Regions from separate parts of the Zea mays genome. Here all the other regions are linked to region 1. The links are chromatin contacts, called in public Hi-C maps. All regions are on one chromosome and are shown on one strand. The core of a region is the stretch at or near the end of the contact, and the rest is flanking DNA. Distances in the headings are between cores, read along the strand shown.

The links. Hi-C and Micro-C count contacts between places; a contact is called where the count stands out from the background.
Region 2: a contact with region 1 is called in a Hi-C map of leaf, with 7 times the contacts expected there. The contact joins the promoter of LOC100193599 here to the promoter of LOC100216708 in region 1. A contact is called at or near these places in 2 of 25 Hi-C or Micro-C datasets (ear and leaf).
Region 3: a contact with region 1 is called in a Hi-C map of tassel, with 2.1 times the contacts expected there. The contact joins the promoter of LOC103647319 here to the promoter of LOC100216708 in region 1. A contact is called at or near these places in 4 of 25 Hi-C or Micro-C datasets (ear, endosperm, leaf and 1 more).

Annotation. Positions count from the first base shown.
Region 1 is chr2:175,080,041-175,083,078 of Zm-B73-REFERENCE-NAM-5.0, reverse strand. LOC100216708 reads left to right here and starts at 1,528. Exons shown (of 8, transcript NM_001143113.1): 1 at 1,528-1,874; 2 at 1,984-2,024; 3 at 2,570-2,619. The coding sequence starts at 1,695.
Region 2 is chr2:174,886,202-174,889,239 of Zm-B73-REFERENCE-NAM-5.0, reverse strand. It overlaps LOC100193599 (vesicle-associated membrane protein 724), which reads right to left and starts at 1,602. Exons shown (of 5, transcript NM_001138702.2): 1 at 1,150-1,602; 2 at 560-701; 3 at 359-479. The coding sequence starts at 1,426.
Region 3 is chr2:175,252,707-175,255,744 of Zm-B73-REFERENCE-NAM-5.0, reverse strand. LOC103647319 (metal transporter Nramp1) reads right to left here and starts at 1,490. Exons shown (of 13, transcript XM_008671862.4): 1 at 925-1,490. The coding sequence starts at 1,014.

The DNA of each region.
Region 1 (3,038 bases), core at 279-2,778:
GATTGGAGGTGTTAGAACCCTTTTCTTATTCAATTTTGAATAAAAAGAAAGAAAGCGTGTATTATATCCACATGCACTGTTTCATTTTGTACTGTTTCTAAATCTTGAAAAGAGCTTGCTATAATAGAAAAAAAGAAAGATATATCAGCTAAGTGTACGCACAATTGCAGCGAGACGATTCACAAACTTGCACGGTTTCACCAGCATCAGCAGGAGGAGCTACTGCCCCGGCATGAACAAACCTGGCGAGAATTTGATAAAAAAAACACATAAATGTGGCTGTGAAAACCTTAGCATCAGTTTGCTTAGTAAAGGTCCACACTCACATTTAGTGGCATTCTAAATTCTATATAAATAATGTTGCCACACTTAATTCAACATTTTGTTCCTTAAATATTACTTTAGTTTCTACTTGTTCAATCCTTTTTTTGTGCTGGCAGGTCTTCAAACTGGACAATAAGGAGATGCTGGAACTTGTAGCAGAGTTACCGAAAGGGTTGGCGCCACACTTTCACCAGCAGCTAGGAAGCAAATACATGGTCAAGAAGTGGCATTGATAACTCTGGATGGTTTGGAGCCTAAAAGATGGAGTCTATATTGTGAAGCTGGTTCTGCAATCTGCCGTCGGAGTTTAAGAGTTGTTATCCGACCTCTTGTGTTGTTGTCTATGTTTGTAGTAGCCAAAGTGAAGGGGAGCTTTTGTTCAAGTTTGTTTGCTGTTGTCTATGTTTACCGAAAGAGGTCCACACGAATCCCCGCGGAAGCCCACACATCCACAGGAACATAAAAAATACGTTTATAAAAAACCATATTTCCTCATTATGTGAAGCGTTGTTTTATAAAACATACTCCCCTGTCCTAAAATATAAGCCATTTTAAGATTCTTGGAAAGTCAATATTTTAAGTTTAACTAAATTTATACAATGAAGTAATAATATTTAAGAATTCAAATATATACCATTAGATTCTCTATTAAATATATTTTAATACTATATCTATTCTGTGTCATAAATCTTTATGATTTTTGTTATTTTTTATCAAAATTTTTAAACTTTGACTATTCAAGAATCTTGGTGACTTATATTTTGGAAAGGAGAGAATATTTAATAATAAGAATGTAAAAAAATATTTTGCAATCTACATATGACTCAAATATTTTGTCAAATAAATACGTTTTTGAAAATTTCTATTAATATGGTACGAAAAATATAATGAATAAGATATAAAAGATGAAATTTAGAGAACAATATTAAAGATGATGAAGATATAAAGAATGAGATTTTTTAAGTATATTGTAATAAACTGAGAATATTATTTAGGGTTGAAATTTAGAAGATGTCGTCAGAATCTTAAATATGCAATTTTTTAGTTTGTGAACCTGGTGATAATCATGCAATTGTTTTACCCTTTTAATCTCAAGCTCGGGCACGTGAGCGTGCCACGTGCGTGCCGCCAACATTCCACCCCGGACTGGCCATCCCTTTTCCCGCAACTGAAAAGAAAATGCAACAGAAAAAATGACACGATCGCAGGAGAAACCAAAGAAAAGTTCCTTTTTCTTTATTTTCTTCGTCCTCTTGTTCTCGACTCGCTGCCCACTGCGTCACCCGAATCCCTTCGATCCAATCTCCAAACCCTAGGCAGCCCGCCATCAGATTGTTAGGTCCTCCTTCCTTAAACCGCGGCGGCCGGCCATGTCCCACGGCGGCGGCGGCGGGAGGGCGAAAGTGACGCCGAACCTGGCGGTGGACGGCGAGGGCACGCGGACGCTCAATCTCACCGTGCTGCAGCGCCTCGACCACGCCGTTGAGGACATCCTCATCACCGCGGCTCACGTCACGCTCTACGACTTCGACACCGACATCAACCAGTGGGTGCGTTCCCCTGCGCGCCTGTCTGATTCACCCTGACCCTGTGATTCCTGTGTGAACAATTTGGCTGGTTGGACCTTATTTGTGTGCTCGTGTTGCATGTTTTATGCAGAGCCGGAAGGACGTGGAGGGGTCGCTCTTTGTCGTCAAGAGGTTCGTCTCGTCTGTTTCTGATGAGTTTGCATAAAAATAGAAAAAAATACAGTTTGCATCATAAACATATTGGTTGTTTGACATAGTAGACTTAATGCAGAATCTGATTAATTTACTGGCAAAAATATGTTCAGAGCAGGGCTTTTGTTCTTTGTTGGTTTAAACCAACTGTAGTGATTTGTTTAGTTCTGCTCTGCAGCCTTTTGAGAGATACATACCTGGATTTGTATATTTGTCAATTTCAGAGTTCAATGTATTACCTTGTCAGGTAGCTTTAAGATTTCTGAAATTGCCAAAAATGATTGGAAGCTCAGACATGTAGAATTCACTTTCTACAAGTGAAACAATTGCACATCCATGCATTGATCTATTGACATGTGCCAATATTTCTATTTGTTTGTCTTCCAGTTCTAGATATCTCTCTTATTCTGAAGGTACCTGAAATGTTGTGGACCTGAAGAGCGACGAAATTTTAGCAGTTCATGTTTTCTGGTCATGTTGATGCCATTCACTTTCTTCCAACAAATAGTTTATATTTATTGCAGGAATGCTCAACCCAGATTCCAGTTCATTGTCATGAATCGCAGGAATACAGGTATTTTATCATGTATTTTTTGGTACTGTTTAATCTGCAATACAGGTATTTTATCATGTATTTTTTGGTATTGTATAATAAGGAATTACAGGTATTGTATTTTATCATTACTGATTATGTGCATCCTTTGGAAAAATTTCACATGAGAATAACTCAGTCATGTGGCATACATGATGATCAGTGTCAACATGGCAGTCTGAAACTTCAATTAACATCTTTGTGAACTCTATTTTCTGTGAATAACGGTTATCTTTGCTAACATATCTTTGTTCATGCCCATCAGAAAGTACTTTAGATTTTACACACTTTATCTCATGAAGTTCGTAAACTTTCAGTTTCCACAGGAAAGTCAAACATATTGCTTTGCATCATTTGTTATTGATGTTGCTAGCTCCTTCCCCTTTTGTTAATACTTCAAA
Region 2 (3,038 bases), core at 353-2,852, 190 kb after region 1:
GAGATATGGATTCACCCAATCTATACCCGGATTAAATCCATGGTGGGATTATATCCCATGTAACCGAACAAGGCCTTATATGAACAATACTTTGATTGTATGTATCCGATTAAGAAGTTATCTCTATTAATGTGACACTCCAATACTGTTTTTTTCAGCAATGAAAACCAATTTCTGTCCATGAGCTCTATCAATCACTTGGTCTATGTGGCAGTGTCAGCTATATCATCAACCAAGGATAGCACACATTAGTCATGGAACCCTGGCCCTGTTCTCTGTTGTTTCAGGTGCTCCTATACACATCAACCAATAATAACACAACAGCAAATGCTTTCGCACAAAATGAGCTGTGGCATACCTTTTCTATGTTGTTTAACATGATATTTTTAACTTCTGAAACTTGGGCCTGCACTTTTAACGTTTTATCTAGTTCCTGTGAATGATCAAGAACATACTGAATGTGCTGCTTTATAACTGGTCTGCATTGGTGAGAAGTTCAATTTTCAGAAGAAGAAAAAAAGAATAAAACATTCTATGCAACACTTATTAAAAGACATACCCATATTCTTTATTTAGACTTTTTGCAAGAGCTGTATCAGCTTTACCGCCACCATATCTCTTCATGAAGTCATCCTTTAACCTCTCAAGAAATGCCACTGAGACATTCTTTGGAACGGATTCCTTCGCAACTACACAATAGGCTACAAAATGTTCAAAGAGCAAAGGTATCACCATGAATATACATATTATCATCATCATGTGATCTATAACAGTTAAGTTGAAGGCTTGTAGCCAGATCCTCAAGATCCACAACAATGCATAATTCAGGACTGACATGGTAACACATGACAAAGGAGTTTAGGCTCTTGGCTGATAACCAACATTGCTGTTGAGCTGTTATCCATTTAGTCTGGTATGTCTGTTGCCATAAAGATTAGTGATGCCTTTATGGGGGTGATCTTGCAAATCAAATTACGAAGGATTCCGAGGTCGGTTACCTACAGCAATCAAGATTGGAGCTTTGCCACTGTCTTTTTTAACACAATTAGAATCCTTGGTTCCCCAATAGCGCTACCTACTTCTACCAGAGCATTACTGATACAAAAGCAGTAGACTTAAAAGGCATTGATTGATCGCTTCGTATCTCACCGTAGCCTCGGTGCAGGAGGAAGTTGAATGTGTGCCCGTCGCATGCATAGCTGAACCGTACCGGCGCGCCGCCGCGGCCGTCAGGCCCGGTGCTGGCGGAGGACGACCCGGCGGGTAGACGCTGCAGGCACTGTGCGGCGATGGCGGGGAAGTTGCCGGTGAATTCCGTGTACTCCGCCAGCACCGCGATGCCGCGCGCGACAAAGGCGTAGATCAGCCACTCCGCCTTGCCGCCATCCTCCCCCGAATCCCTACATCCCGGCGCCGGTGACACCATCGGATCAAGATAGGACCGCTAGCTGTCGCAGGCGGATCTCGGATTCTTGGTAAGATCGGGATGGACCGAAGGGAAGGTGTGTGTGGGGGGCGATTTCGTGGTTTCTTGGCGCCGGGGGAGAGTATCAGCTATCCACAGCTCGTGAGTGTGCAGTGCCGGAGTAGAGTAGGAATGCGTGCTGTTGCCAGCGACCGGCCAGCTTTTCTGGTCGCTCTTTTGCACTCTCGTGCTCAAGACAGTGATTGAGGTTATAGAAAATCTGTTCAATGTCATCCAAATTTATATCAATCCCTTCAATGCTATTAAAATTTATAGCTTTCCTTCAATGTCATCAAATTTAAATTTTAATCTTTTGAATGTCATTTCCGTTAGTTCAATTTAAAGTCAATCTCTCCAATGCCACTAAAATCTATACTGGTCCCTTCAATGCCACTAGAAATTGTTTCGACCTATTTGGGGTTTAAAAATTTCAGAATCAAGAAATATGGATCAGATTTTTAAAATTCCACGATTTTTAAAAACTTCAGCCCATACTTAAGTTTTTTAAAAACGAACTGATATAGCAAAGTAATTTTGGGGGTTTATAAAAAAGTATGTACTTAAGTTTTTAAAAATCGTGAAATTTTAAAATTTTGATCCATATTTTTTGATTTTGGAATTTTTAAACCCCAAATATATCGAACCAATTTCTAGTGGCATTGGATGGATCAATATAGATTTTAATGGCATTGGAGAGACTGACTTTAAATTGAACTAACGGCGTTAACTCCAAACTAACGGTAATGGCATTCAAGGGATTAAAATTTAAATTTGATGGCATTGAAGGGAAGCTATAAATTCTGATGGTGTTGAAGGGATTGGTATAAGTTTGGATGGCATTGAAGGGATTGGTATAAGTTTGGATGGCATTGAAGGGATTTTCTCTTCTTATTACCTATTCTTGTAAGGAGCTCATGTTCTTCTCATTCACATATAGCTAGGCACAACACATGCATGGAGAGGGAAATAAACAATGTGATTGGGACTTCCATCAAGAATGAGGCATGTGATGGGTGACTAAAGGATGGGTGACTAGATATTGACATGTGATATTGTGATGGGTGACTAAACGATGGACATGCAATGTCGGCATGACATACAAGAGTGAGGCATCAGGTGAGGGTGTGTGCAATGGCAAGGGTCAAAGGGTGAGAAGAGTGAGTTTGGACAGAGAGAGAGAGAGGTGTCATGGGGGCTATCGTGTGAAGCTAGCACATTGATTATGAATGCATGTAGGATGAGCAAGATTGGGGAGGGTTTGGGACGAGTGAGCTGATCCACTTGTAAGGGAAGGAGAAACAAGGTTGGTGGGGTGTGGGTTTTGTTGGGTGTGTCTATCAGTATATGGGAAAGTGAGGTGAAGAATAATCGATTCTAGAGTGTCATTCCTCTTTCGTAAGATAGCTGGAACATGTAATTCTTTTTTCTTGACTGTTAGTAAATACTTTTCTTTTGATATAATTTAATCTAGTAGGGGGTCCTCCCTCCTGTTCACATCAAAAGGTTTTTAACAAATAGCTAAGATTATTTTAGGCTTTCCAAGACTATTATTCAGATATATGCCAGAGAGGTA
Region 3 (3,038 bases), core at 241-2,740, 170 kb before region 1:
CACAAGCGTGGAGAGAAACTTCACACTTTTAAGACTATATCCAACAGTGAACCTGATATATCTGAGAATCCTCTTCACTGTAGTCCAATGATCAGTAGTGGGTGCATGCAAGAATTGACACGCCGTATTGGCTGAAAAACACAAATGGGTTGTGTCGAAGTCAAACACCATAAAGCACCAATAATGCTTTTGTATCATGGTGCATCCTCTGACTCTAGTATTTCACCTTACCAATTCTTAACTTTTTAGAAGTACTAAGCATAGTTGTAACAGGCTTGCAATTCATCATTCCAACTCTACCAGGCAAATATTAAGCACACTTAATCTGAGAAAAGTAAATACCATCACAAGGGCACGATGAGCACTAGTAGGCCATTGAAGTTATTGCACATGGATTTGTTTGAACCTACCTCTTACACAAGCATAGGAGGATACACATATGGTTTTATAATTATGGATGACTCCTCAACATTCACATGGGTATTCTATCCCAATGATAAAAGTGAAGTCTTAAACATCTTCAAATAATTTATCAAGAGAAGTGAAAGTGAGTTTGAGTTGAAAATTAAGAAAATGGGAAGTGACAATGGAAATGAGTTTACAGACTCACAAAGGTTTCTAGTACGCTTAGTTATTCTAGATGCTAAGGATGAAAGTTATCCAAGTAACACTTCAAGTGGTATACATGTTGGTGTTGCAAAGGTACATCCTTTAAACCTTAGCATCATACATGTTCATGTACCCTGCAATCGGAATTCTGCTACTATGTGCAATGGCCGTAGGCATTTCCACAAACATGCGGAGCGCACGTCCCAGTTTTGCTGAATGCTGGCCACGGAACTACGCAATGTGCGGATTGAAAAACAACCAGTGTTGCCGATACGAACGTATCGATGCACTGAAGCTGACGGACGCGTCGTTTACCTTCGGCGCAGCGGGGGCCTCGCTCCCTATCGGTCCGGTGAGCGCCCCGACGTCGACCACCACTGCCGCGGGCACCTGCGCGGCGTCCATGGATTGATCCACTCACGGCAGGGGCAGGGTCCCAGAAGAGGGCGATGATGGAGCAGCTAGCCTCGTACGATCGGAGCGTGGCCGGGGATCGGGGGGTGTGCAGCTAACTCTCCGACGCTGAGAGCAAGATCGATCTCAGGGACTCCGTGCTCCATCTCCCCTGGAGAATTCTCGAACTAAATAGCCAAGTTGCCGCGGCCGCGCCTGGCGGTGGCGGAACGTGTATAGAGCAGCGCGCCCCCCCGCCGTCGCGTGACGCCGAGGCGGGAGCGCGAGCCGCACGCGCTGTCGGGGCTGACGGGGACATGCGCGGTTGTCGCGGGAGTTCGCGCAGTTGGGGACGAGGGCTAACGTCACTCGGCATAGCGTGCCCTTCGTGCGTGCTCGGCTCGTAAAGGCGCATGTACCGATGTACGCACGCGGATCGTCGGCGTTTGCGCTCCGCCGATGGATGCTGCAGGGACTGCATGCGCCGCGAGGTGCGAGCAGCTGTCATGCTTGCATGTTTAACCGGCTCCACGGTGATGAATGTTCAAGTCAAGACCCTTTTTTTCGAATGTAGGGCATTTTTCCTATGAAATGAAAGTGCTTTTTATATATATTGTGCATGTTTTCTTAGTGTGTTTGGGTTATTTGGACTAAATTTTAGTCTCTATATTTTATTCTATTTTAATCCCTAAATTACTAAATATAGAAACGAAAATAAAGTTTTAGTTTCAGTATTTAGGGTCTGTTTGGTTGGGCTGTGGCTGTGAAAAAAGCTGCTGTGGGCTGTGAGCTATGAATAAAGCTACTGTGGCTGTGAACTGCTAAAACCTAAAAACCGTTTGGTGGAAACCATTAAAAGTCGCCAAAAATTCTTCCATATATATTTTCACAGTTCCACCTGAAAGCTGCTAAAAGCAGGTCCAGAGTTGCTTTCAATTTTGCACTACAAGAAAGTCGGCTTTTAGAAAAAGCTGCTTTTCAGATTCAGCCCTTTGGTTTGACTTTTGGCTTTTAGGAGGCAAAAGCCAAAGCCAAAAGTCAAACCAAACACACCCTTAATAATTTAGAGAGACTAAAAATTAGTCACTAGAAACCAAACACCACTTACAGTTCACCTGAAATTCCTATGTTTAGAGTAACCTTAAGGGCTAGTTTGGGAACTCCATTTTCTGAAGGAATCCTTATTTTTCCAAAGGAAAATGAACTAATTTCCCTAGAAAAATGGAAATCCTTTAGCAAAATGGGGTTCCCAAACTAAGAGCATCTCCAAGAGCTCTCTAGAAAATGACTTCTGAAAATCAGTTTAAGGGGCATCTAAAAAATTAGTGGGGTAGATTTTAATCATTTCTCCAACAGATCTCTTAAAACGACAGATTGTTTCTGAGAGCCTAAAACCCCCTCATTTGTAGCAAATGAGAGAGTTTTAAGGGTTATGAAAAAGTTAGGAGCGTTTTAGGAGAACTGTTGGAGACACGTTTTGTGTTTTTTCCAAAAAACTTAATTTAGGAGAGACTTCTAAAAAACTCTTGGAGATGCTCTAACACTAAGACTATATGCATTGTTTCCCTTCCTTCTCCCCTCCCCTTCGATAGTGGCTATAGGGCTGTAAAAAAATGTCGTGCGTCCGGCCTGCAAGTTGGTTGAAGCCCCTCACAAAACTGTAGAGTGGGGCCTATTATGACCGAAAAGGTGTAGGCCCAGGCCCAATCAACCGATCCCAATAAGAAATTAATTAAGTATTAGATAAGGCATATTGGAGTAAAAATAAGAGATCCGGTTATAAAACAGTCTTAGTAGAAGGAAGCCATCTCAATATAAATGACCTAGTTTGTACTAAAAAACTAAGGAAGAAGCAACTTATTTGTTGTTGACTTCCCTCGGGGAGCTGGGAGCCCTAGTCGCCACCCCTTCTTCATCCCCTCACTTGCAGCTGAACCCCATGAACAGTACTTGCAACATTGTAGCGCGGGTACTATAGCCCCTCCTCCTTCTCTCTCCTTCGACTGAACTTAGCCACTGAAAGGGAATTAGGCTTA